Linked DNA regions of Gossypium hirsutum: all the other regions are linked to region 3. Evidence: chromatin contacts called from public Hi-C data. All regions are on one chromosome and are shown on one strand. Each heading gives the region's core, a stretch centred on a gene start, on an enhancer-like site or on the middle of the called end of the contact. The rest is flanking DNA. Distances are from core to core; before and after follow the strand shown.

Region 1 (3,694 bases), core at 1,087-3,586, 200 kb after region 3:
CAAGTGTGGTTCATTTTCCAGCCATGAGGAACATGATGGCTAACTTATGGCATCCATTGGACGGAATGCAGATTTCAAATCTAGGCGAAAAATGTTTTTTATTCAAATTCTTTAATGAGTTAGATATCAGTCGGGTGATTACAGGTGTTCCCTGGACCTTCAACAATCATATTTTGATTATGCATAGATTACAGGACAATGAGGATCCTATGTCAATTTCGCTGGTGTATTCAGACTTTTGGGTTTAGGTGCATGATTTACCACTGAGATTTTTCAAAGAATCAGTGGTGAGTCAATTTAGAAATTTTATTGGAAGATTCTTGGAGTATGACACAAAACAATTATCTTGGGATTTTAAAAACTATTTGCGTATCCAAGTATAAATTGACGTCTATAAGCCATTGAAAAGACGAAAGAAAATTATGAATTTTTTTTTGTCAAATTTTATATATGCGAAAATCAAATATGAAAAATTAACCCTTTTTTGCTTCTTATGTGGTTGTCTAGGTCATGGGGATAATTTCTGCCTAGTGATATTACATCACGACATGCATGAGACAGAGATGGGGTGGGATTGAACGCTGTGTGCACAGTCGAGAAGAGCTACAACAATGAATAGCATTTGGCTAAGGGAGGAAGGAAATGGGAGTTTTTTTTGGAAAGAATAGTGATGGATAGCAGGTTGGACAAGATTCAAGTCAAAATTACGGGAAAGAATCATGGTCTAATGTCAATCCTATATTGGGATTTAATTTGAAGGGATCTGCAATTAAAAAAATTTGATTGGGGTGGGATCCTCTAATATGTCAAGCCTGGTGATTATGGAGCGTGATTTGGATGATAACCCAATTAAAAATGTTGAGGGAAATAAGTGACAACGTTTTGATTTTTTTATCTCTAACGTTTCTAGGAATCAAGATTCGCTAGTGATCAATGATGGGCATATTGCCCATAATCAACAGTAATCGGCGGACAAAATGAAGATCTTATGTTGGAATATCCGCAGGTTGGGGAGTGCGCATGCAGTACGTAGACTTCAGCATATACTAAATATTTATAATCTCCAAATTGTCTTCTTTATAGAGAAAATTAGAAGGCGTTGTGGAATTTTTAATGGTGTTGATGTTCCTGCTGATGCTACTTACAGAGGGTTGAGTTTTGGATGGAATGGAAGATAGTTAGTTACTCTTAGGAGCTTATTGAGGAACTACATTGATGTTGAAATTCAGGAGAATAAGGAAAATACATGATGGAGGTTTATAGGCTTTTATGGGGCACCAGATGTGAGAGAAAAGGTTGAAACGTAGAACCTACTTCGGACATTGGGTAGGAATAGTGATTTACCATGGCTAGTTAGAGGAAAATTCAATGATATCCTCTACGTGCATGAAAAATAAGGAGGATTACTAAGAGAGGAAGATAGAATGGAGGAATTTCGTACGAACTTTAGAAGACTGCCAATTGGGGGATATAGGTTATTCGGGTCCATGGTTTACGTGAGAGAGGGGGAATGTGATAGAAAGGAGAATTAAGGAAAGAATTGATAGAGAGGTAGCAACTTCAGAATGGTTACAACTCTTCCCAGAATGTTCGCTAAGACATTTATCTTACTCATTCTTAGATCATTGTCTACTAATCCAAATGGAGTATGAGGGGTTGAGAAGAAGAAAGAGTAGGTTTTATTTTGAAGCTTGGCAGACTTTAAAAGAGACATTAGGGAGAAATCATAAGATGATGGGAAGAGAGTTCAGGTGGTTTTATGGATAAAATTGTGGCTCTCACTGTTGGAATACAAACTTGGGTAGGAAAAAAAAAGACAGGAAGTGAAGTAGTTAATGAAAAGATTAGAAGAATTGGATGACTATGACAGATCGGACGAAATTTTGGCTGAGTTGTGGATGTGAAATTACATTTAAAAATGGAGATGGAAAAGGAAGAAAGGTATTGGAAGCTAAAGTGAATTGGCTGAAAATGGGAGAACAAATACTTCATTTTTCCATAATCATGAATCTTAGAGATGGCGCATGAATCAAATAGGGGGTCTATAAAGGGAAGACGATACACTGACCTTTGATCTTCATGAGATGGAAGATATTGCTCGAAACTATTTTAAAAATTGTTTGAGACGAAAGGGGTTGGAAATCTTGAACATGTGCTGCCTGGGGTATCAACAAAAGCTTCGGGGACAAACAGCATTCCAGCACTTTTCTACCAGAAATTCTGGCAAATTGTTGGTAAAAATACTAGCTCTTTCTATTTGAATATTCTAAATAATGGAAATTCTTTGGAAGATCTAAATAAAACTAGTATAGTTTTAATACCAAAGATTTCTCATCCTTTTAATCAAAAAAACTTTTGCCCTATGAGTCTATGTACGGTGATTTATAAGATTATTGCTCAGACTGTTGCTAATCGCCTACAAAAGGTTATGGACTTTTGAGTTGATGATTCTTAGAAGAGCACTTTTGTGTCGGGTCAACTTATCACTAATAATGTGCTACTTGCGTATGAGGTGCTTTATGCATACAAAAACAAAAGAACATGAAGAAATTGTTTTATGGCTTTAAAACTAGACATGAGCAAAGCTTATGATGGAGTTAAATGGCCTTTCCTTAAAGGTATGATGTTGAAAATGGGCTTTGCATGTCCTTTTATTGATTTTGTCCTCCATTGCATTCGTACGGTGTCGTATTCTATCATGATTAATAATGAAGGGTAAGCTTTAAACCGTCTAGAGGGCTGAGACAAGTGGATCCCTTAAGCCCTTATCTATTCTTATTGTGAGGGGAGGGTTTATCGGCTCTTATGAGATTAGCAGGGCAAGAAGGGCAAATAGCAGGAGCAAGAGTTTGTCAAAATGCCGCTCCAAGTACTCATCTTATGTTTGTGGATGATTGTATACTTTTTAGAGAGGTCACGGAGAGGAGGGTTAATGTAATAAAAAATATTCTTTGTGAATTTGAAGTCTGCTCGGGTCAGTGTGTTAATTTTGAAAAATCCATTACTTTCTTTAGCGCGCTAATGTAACTGGCCAGGATAAAGATATGGCACCTCAAGTACTTAATGTTCATTGCTCTACAGATCTAGAAAAGTACTTGGGATTACTAAATATGGTATGTAGAGGAAGGAGGGTGGTGTTTCAAGGTTTGAAAAATAGATTGAAGCAGAAGATAAACAGCTTGAATAACAAGCATCTTTCACAAAGAGGAAATGAGATGTCTATCAAAGTTGTGCACATATACGATGCTTTGTTTTATAATGCCAAAATCCCTCTGTGTGATACTGGAGAATATCATAGGGAATTTGTGGCAAAAAAGTCAAGGGAAGCGGGAGATACATTGGTGGGATTGGAGGACTTTGTGTGCTATTAAGGAATACGGTGACATAGGTTTAGAAGTCGATCGAAATTTAATGTGGCGTTATTAGCCAAGCAGGGTTGGCGTTTGATATGTAATCCTAATTCGTTATTGGTGCGCACGTTAAATGCCAAATATTTTAAAGATACAAATTTTTTGAATTCCAGTTTAGGTAATCTACCTTCTTTTACCTAGAAAGTCTGTGGGCTGCAAAAGGGCTCTTTCAGATTGGGTTAGGCTGACGGATTGAAGATGGAATGAAAGTCTCAATTTGGAAGGATGCTTGGGTTCCTGGAAGTGGAGAATCCAAAGTGCAGTATACTGGAAACAAGTCGAGT
Region 2 (3,338 bases), core at 69-2,568, 170 kb after region 3:
AACTTGAATTTCTATGTTAATCATTTAGTTAAATTAAAAGATAATACAATTCCTCATGTTTGGATATTGATTTCAGTGCATGCAAAAGGGGAAAATTGAGATAATTTTGGCCCCGTGATTCTATGATCAAATTTAGTGTTTGATCAAATTGATTAATAAAATAATTTTTAAAAATTAAGGTCAAATATAAGTAACATATTGAATTTTTTTTTATTTTAGTATCTAATTGAGACCTTATTTATATATATATATATATAAAATAAAATTGAAGCTTCGTCAGTCACTACTCACTGATTAAACTGTTGAAAGGTAAAAATAAATAGTAATTACGAAACCATTGATTGGGTCATTTAGCATGAGAAGGGCTTTGGTTTTGATAACATGATGAAGCATCGGCCTATTTGGTTAGACTAAAATTGACTCGCTGGGTTTTTTAATTAGAGCTAGTCTATGCTAATAGTCCGTAAGTTCCCACCCATTTTTCAAACATTTCATTTAAGTTTTACAATATTTATTTGTATATTTTATTATCAATATAATTAAAAAATTAAATTTAAATGCAAATCCTAAACTTATATCTTTAAAAAAACCTAAAAAAGAAGAAGAATATTGGACCATATGATTTCGAGATTAAGTGATTTGATAATAACATAATTTTTTATATCACTTTACTAATGACTCTTTGGGTCCATTTAAATTAAAATATTTATAAACATAAAATAAATAAAGAAAACCTTTCTAGTAGGACATAAGGGACCGCAATTTTACTTTTTTTTTTATTTAAAAAAATGTTTACCCAATGCGTTTAAAATTTTTGAATAATTCGTTCTATTTTGATGACTAAAATTTTAATTTATTTTCCTGTTGACTTGGACTTGGGCCTACTATTCCAGGACCTCTTGAATCCAATAAACGCTCCCTTCCCACGAAATTCTTCCTTTTCCAGTTGATGTGCTGCAACATTGCTTCATATAAGAATATGCTTAAATTGACACTTTGCAAACTTTGTAGAATGGTCTTTCCATTAATCATATAGGTACTGATTACTAACTTAATTTCCTTTTTGGATTGTTCGGACATTTAATTTCATAGAAGGCTCGATTGGGTAGCCAGAGATTCTAACTCTCCTCTTGTATTATCTCAGAAATACCTTCATGCAACCAGATTTGCCTGCAATTTGTTTTTTAACATTATAGTGGTTATATAAGAAAGCCAAATAGTTAGTTATGTTACTGTCCATGTGAATTGATGGCCAAGATACTCCCTAGTTTCTCCCAAACTCCTTTTGCAAAACTATAGTCTATATACCATGAATCACATAACTGAAGCCAAATCCCTCACGTAGCTTACAATCACATAATTTGGACCACATACACCAATGAATACCATGCCTACCATGAGACTTTTGCCACCAGAATCTATTAATAATGGACTAAATCTTTACAATAAGAAAAACTTATTGCATGAGAGTAATTTGAATTAAGTATGTATATACCATTTTTTTTTATTTTTTATTTTTGAGTAAGTAGCTATGTAGAAAGCCATATATTAATTTGAAATTTTTATATTTAAACATCTTTTAATAAACATTGAAGATTATTAAGTGTAAAAAATTTATCTCCAATATATTTAACAGTATCAACTCTAAAATTGTAAATAGTGAATTACATTTATGCTTTTAATAATTTTTAAAATTATCTATTCATCCTAAAATAAAAATTAATTACTTTTATTACTATTAACAATTTAACATAAATGTCCTTTTTAGAGTGAAATTCCTTAATTGATTATTTAATTTTTATATTTACGTTGATAAAATAGAATTTCTTTATTAAACTAAAATATCAATTGATATTTTAGTTTGTCCTTATTGAAGTAAAACTCTTCTAATTAATATTTTTATTAAGTATTATATAATTTTATTTTTAATTAATTTAGTAAACTTAAATATTAAGAAAACACACTATACACACATGCAATCTTAGATATCCACAACTATCACACCCAAAACCAAACCAATGGACAACAGACAAGAATTCAAACAAACTTCAACAATTAAGAATGAAAATAAGAATTGTATCTATAAGTCTAAATTTAACTAATTAGCTTTCCTAACGTAAGCATGATAAAAAATCATCAACAAGCAATCATCATACACAAAATCTCTCTGGTAACGACACTAACAACTTGATCGTGCCTCGGTGTGCATAAAACGAGCAGAGAAATTTGCAAACAAACAAAATAAAGTGAAATGAAGTGCGATGTTTACTACAAGTGTCACAGGTCAGTTGTAATATTTATAAATGTTTACAATGTAACATTGAGTATCCTAAGGCTCGAACCTAAAGGAGATAGGCTAACAAAATTGATCAACGACCAAGCATGCAAACATGAGAGTCTAGTTAGCTATTCTATAAATAGCATAGTACGACAACTCATAAAGAGAGAAATTAAGCTAATGACTAAATTATAAGGACTAAATTATAAATAAACCAATTTCTCAAGTTAAAAAAATAGACAATCAATATGTTTAATTAATATCGATGTTAATGGTGAATTCCTAGTTTAGGGAGCTAGAACGCCTAATTTTCCTAAATAGTCTAATTTACCTCTCGGACACCATTTTACCCAATTAAGCAATTTAATCCAATTTACCTCTCAGCCTCACTAGATTAAATTGATTTAATCGAATTGATCCACAATAGAATCTCCTTTCGATCTCACCTATCTAGATAGTCCCTTAGAGTCGTCAATTCTAGGTTTTCAATTTAGTTCAAATTTTACAATCTAGTCCCTAAACATGAAATTAACCAATTAACACTTCAAATAATCCATCATAAATTGAATTATTTAAGACCCATTATCAATTCAAGGAACCCAATCAATTTCATGCTAAATCAAACAAGAAAATAATATAAATTAGTTTGAGTTTGCAAATGCTCAAAATAATTAACGAAATCCTTGAATCGATAAAGGTTTGATGCTTTGATTCCAGGAATATTGAAGACCCAATTGTTAAAATGCAAAATCAAATGAACAAAATATGAAAAAGCTAATAAAATCTTAAGGAAATGACAAAGGTACAAAGAGGTCCCTATACCTTTGCTGAGAAAAGCAAAGTGTAGTAGAAAATTCCAAAAATTACTCTAAGAATCTAACCTAAAAGGTCTAAGTACTAAAATCGATATGGAAAAAGTGTTATAAAGTATCATTTATAGTTTGACACCATTTGACCTATAAAGGAAGATTTTGCCCTCATTGAAAATCTGACTTAAAAACTTGTTGGACTAAAAAATGCCCTTTAGAAATTTTCCTCATCAAGGTCTGGTGTTGTGACA
Region 3 (3,309 bases), core at 8-2,507:
AATTTTTCAACTTTTATATATTTATATGTTTGTTTATTTGGATCTTACAACTAGAATCTAAGAAATTCTGAGTTAATTACAAATGTATATTAAATACTATTGAGAAATTAATTAAAAATTAGTTATTTAATAATAAACTATTAATTTAAGGGTTAATATTTGGTAAATAATGTATTTTTTTTATTTTACAATCAGCTTTAAAATTTTACTATGAATTTTTCAATATCTTTTTAATATATTTCTATAAAATATTTATCAACTTTCGACGTTACTTGTTAAGTTTAACAATTCTATTTTTTAAATTAATATTTTTTTATAAAAGAACGTACTTTTATTTATTTTAAAAAATAAAAAATAAATAAAATAATTTAACCCTCCATTAGATATTTCTTTTGTAAAAACACCGACATGGTATTAAAAAAGAGAATAAAATGATAAAAAAGGGGACAGAGAGGCAGGATTTAGGCCGTCCTGGTTAAAAGGGATAATAACACTTCTAACCCCTTGTATTTATGCTACCTTTACTCGGTTATGTGTGTTAAAAAAAAAAGAACAAGAAAAAGGAAATCATTGTCCGAACTTAGGCCTTCAACAAACCAAATCAAAGCAGTTTAACCTCAATAGCTTTCTGTATCAATATACAAGTTGTCTGATACAGATATTTTATGATCATTTACATTAACCACCATTTGATTTTATGATTTCCCATCCTACGCTCCATATTAGTTGATGTGCAACTTGATTATCAATCACCGCCTCTTTAAACGTAAATCTGGATCCGTATGGGGGCATGGGACCCACCCCTTCACCTTTTTTTTCTTTTTTTCCTTATCAATTCCTAACCTTTCTTTCTTAGCGCGTGGGTCCCCCTTTGCTCTCTCTTCTCCCAATGCGTATTAGCGCACCGTTTTTATTAACACCGGAACCGAACCGAACGAATCGACCCCGGTCTTTTTTAATAACACCAAAATATAAGGTCTAAATGTTCTCTCAGTCCCTGTAATTTTTTGAACTTTAATCACTTTATGTCTTTAATACTATTAGTTGGTTTATAAATTTTTTTTAAATATCATATGTACCTATTAATAATATCATGGATTGGACTTCGGTTTTCAATTCAAATAATGATTATATTTTAAAATGAAATAATAGAGACTAAATTGTAAAAAGTTGAAGAATACAGGGACTGAGGTTATATTTAAACTAAAACATAAGGAAGATTAAAAATAAAGCGAGATCTCTGTGTTTCTTGTAATTAGGAGACTTAGATTGTATTTATAAACCCAAAACTAGGATTCACGACAAATTGAAAGACAAAAGATAGAGTCGAAATTTGGGATTCTTTTATCCCAATCAATCCCTATTTATATAATTAAAACCCTTTTCTCTTTAAACCTTGTTTTCATGGTGATCGTTCTTCTTCGAGTTTAATATTATCGAAGATTTCTTTTGGAGGAAAGCAGGTTTTTTTTTTCTTAAAAACTTTTCAGTGTTTTATTGACACGTCTCTCCCTTTCCTTCCCTTCCAAGCTCTGAAAATCTCCCTTCCATCATTTAATTCTCTTTTCTTTGAGATCTTCACCCGCTGATTTCATCTATTCATGCGATTGGTAACTCATCTGACACTTCTTTCCTTCCTTCCATCATGGGTTTATATTTTTCCTTCTGATTTAAAGATTCTTTTTTTTTCAATTTTTACTCAAATCAGCTCTTAGCTAGTTTAAGTCCACTGATCTTTGGTCCCCATCATTGGATGCTTATGATTTTGCAGGTTACTATTTTAAAAAAATGGCACTGAAACCGAATTCAGCGGATGGTAGAACAAGGAGTTGGGTGCAGATATTTATCGTTTTTGGATTATGTTGTTTTTTCTACATATTAGGAGCATGGCAACGAAGTGGTTTCGGCAAAGGGGATAGCATAGCTCTAGAGATAACCAAACACGGCGCCGATTGTAACATCATCCCGTCGTTGAACTTCGAAACCCATCACGCCGGCGAAGTGGGGAACGTCGGTGAATCCGAAAAGATCAAGTCTTTTCAGCCCTGCCCTCCTCGTTACGTTGATTACACGCCTTGCCAAGATCAAAAGCGTGCCATGACTTTCCCCAGGGACAACATGATCTATCGGGAGAGGCATTGTCCCAGGGAGGAAGAGAAGTTGCATTGTCTTGTCCCGGCACCTAAAGGATACGTGACCCCGTTTCCTTGGCCTAAGAGTAGGGACTATGTGCCTTATGCTAATGCTCCCTATAAGGCCTTGACGGTAGAGAAGGCTATTCAGAACTGGATCCAATATGAGGGTAATGTATTCAGGTTCCCTGGTGGAGGAACGCAGTTCCCACAAGGTGCGGATAAGTATATTGATCAGCTTGCTGCTGTGATCCCGATTACGAACGGGACTGTAAGGACTGCACTTGATACCGGTTGTGGGGTATGTCATACTGTCATGTTCTTCAAAGTTTTTCAGATGATCTATTGATTTGTAGCTTTGAGGATCTGTTTTAGGTGTATAAATCTTAAAAATTGGTTCCTTTATATAGGTTGCGAGTTGGGGGGCATATTTGTGGAGTAGAAACGTCCTTACCATGTCATTTGCGCCAAGAGATTCACATGAAGCACAGGTTCAGTTTGCCCTTGAAAGAGGTGTTCCTGCTGTTATTGGTGTTCTTGGGACCATAAAAATGCCATATCCATCCAGAGCTTTTGATATGGCTCATTGTTCTCGTTGCTTGATTCCATGGGGAGCAAATGGTGAGTCATATGCTCAAACCGAGTGTTCCTTTGAGATTTGTCCTTTGAGGTGTTGTTTTAGTGAAGATTTGTCGTAGTAGATGTTAAGTGATGGATGACTGATTATGGATTTGTCTAAATTGCAGATGGCATGTATTTGAAGGAGGTTGATCGTGTTCTTAGACCAGGTGGTTACTGGGTACTTTCTGGTCCACCAATCAATTGGAGGAACAATTACAAAGCATGGCAGCGTCCCAAGGAGGAGCTTGAGGAGGAACAGCAAAAGATTGAGGATGTTGCCAAACTCCTTTGCTGGGAGAAGAAGCATGAGAAGGGTGAAATGGCCATTTGGCAAAAGAGAGTCAATGATGAGTCTTGTCGTGGTAGAGAAGATGATTCTCAAGCCAAATTCTGCAAGGCTGAAGAGGCTAATGATGTCTGGTATGAGTTGTGCTTGAGACTTCTTTACAATTTGCAGCTCATATCTTATTAGAGTCACTAGTAAGAAACTTTTGGAATTAGTAGAATTGCAGTGAAAAATTTGCCTCTGCTTTGGCTGTATTTAAAGTTTGGACGC

The links. A called contact is a pair of places that touch in the nucleus more often than the background predicts.
Region 1: a Hi-C map of anther shows a contact between it and region 3, with 9 times the contacts expected there. The contact joins the enhancer-like site here to the promoter of LOC107957351 in region 3. A contact is called at or near these places in 17 of 34 Hi-C or Micro-C datasets (anther, callus, cotyledon and 4 more).
Region 2: a Hi-C map of leaf shows a contact between it and region 3, with 2.4 times the contacts expected there. The contact joins the enhancer-like site here to the promoter of LOC107957351 in region 3. A contact is called at or near these places in 5 of 34 Hi-C or Micro-C datasets (cotyledon, fibers, hypocotyl and 1 more).

Annotation. Positions count from the first base shown.
Region 1 is chrA05:44,419,688-44,423,381 of Gossypium_hirsutum_v2.1, reverse strand. LOC107960083 (a long non-coding RNA gene) reads right to left here. Exons shown (of 4, transcript XR_001701090.2): 4 at 1,387-3,677. Among protein-coding and RNA genes, the nearest start is that of LOC107960083, 3.3 kb to the right of the region's middle. Within about 2 kb of position 2,336, at least 3 of the 9 cell types and tissues checked have an H3K27ac peak or open chromatin away from gene starts, as enhancers often do. A contact at or near this core is called in cotyledon, where this site is marked.
Region 2 is chrA05:44,446,626-44,449,963 of Gossypium_hirsutum_v2.1, reverse strand. No RefSeq gene overlaps it. Among protein-coding and RNA genes, the nearest start is that of LOC107961504, 13 kb to the right of the region's middle. Within about 2 kb of position 1,318, at least 2 of the 9 cell types and tissues checked have an H3K27ac peak or open chromatin away from gene starts, as enhancers often do. A contact at or near this core is called in leaf, where this site is marked.
Region 3 is chrA05:44,614,298-44,617,606 of Gossypium_hirsutum_v2.1, reverse strand. It overlaps LOC107957351 (probable methyltransferase PMT2), which reads left to right and starts at 1,257. Exons shown (of 7, transcript XM_041112441.1): 1 at 1,257-1,610; 2 at 1,772-2,433; 3 at 2,543-2,753; 4 at 2,879-3,173. The coding sequence starts at 1,789.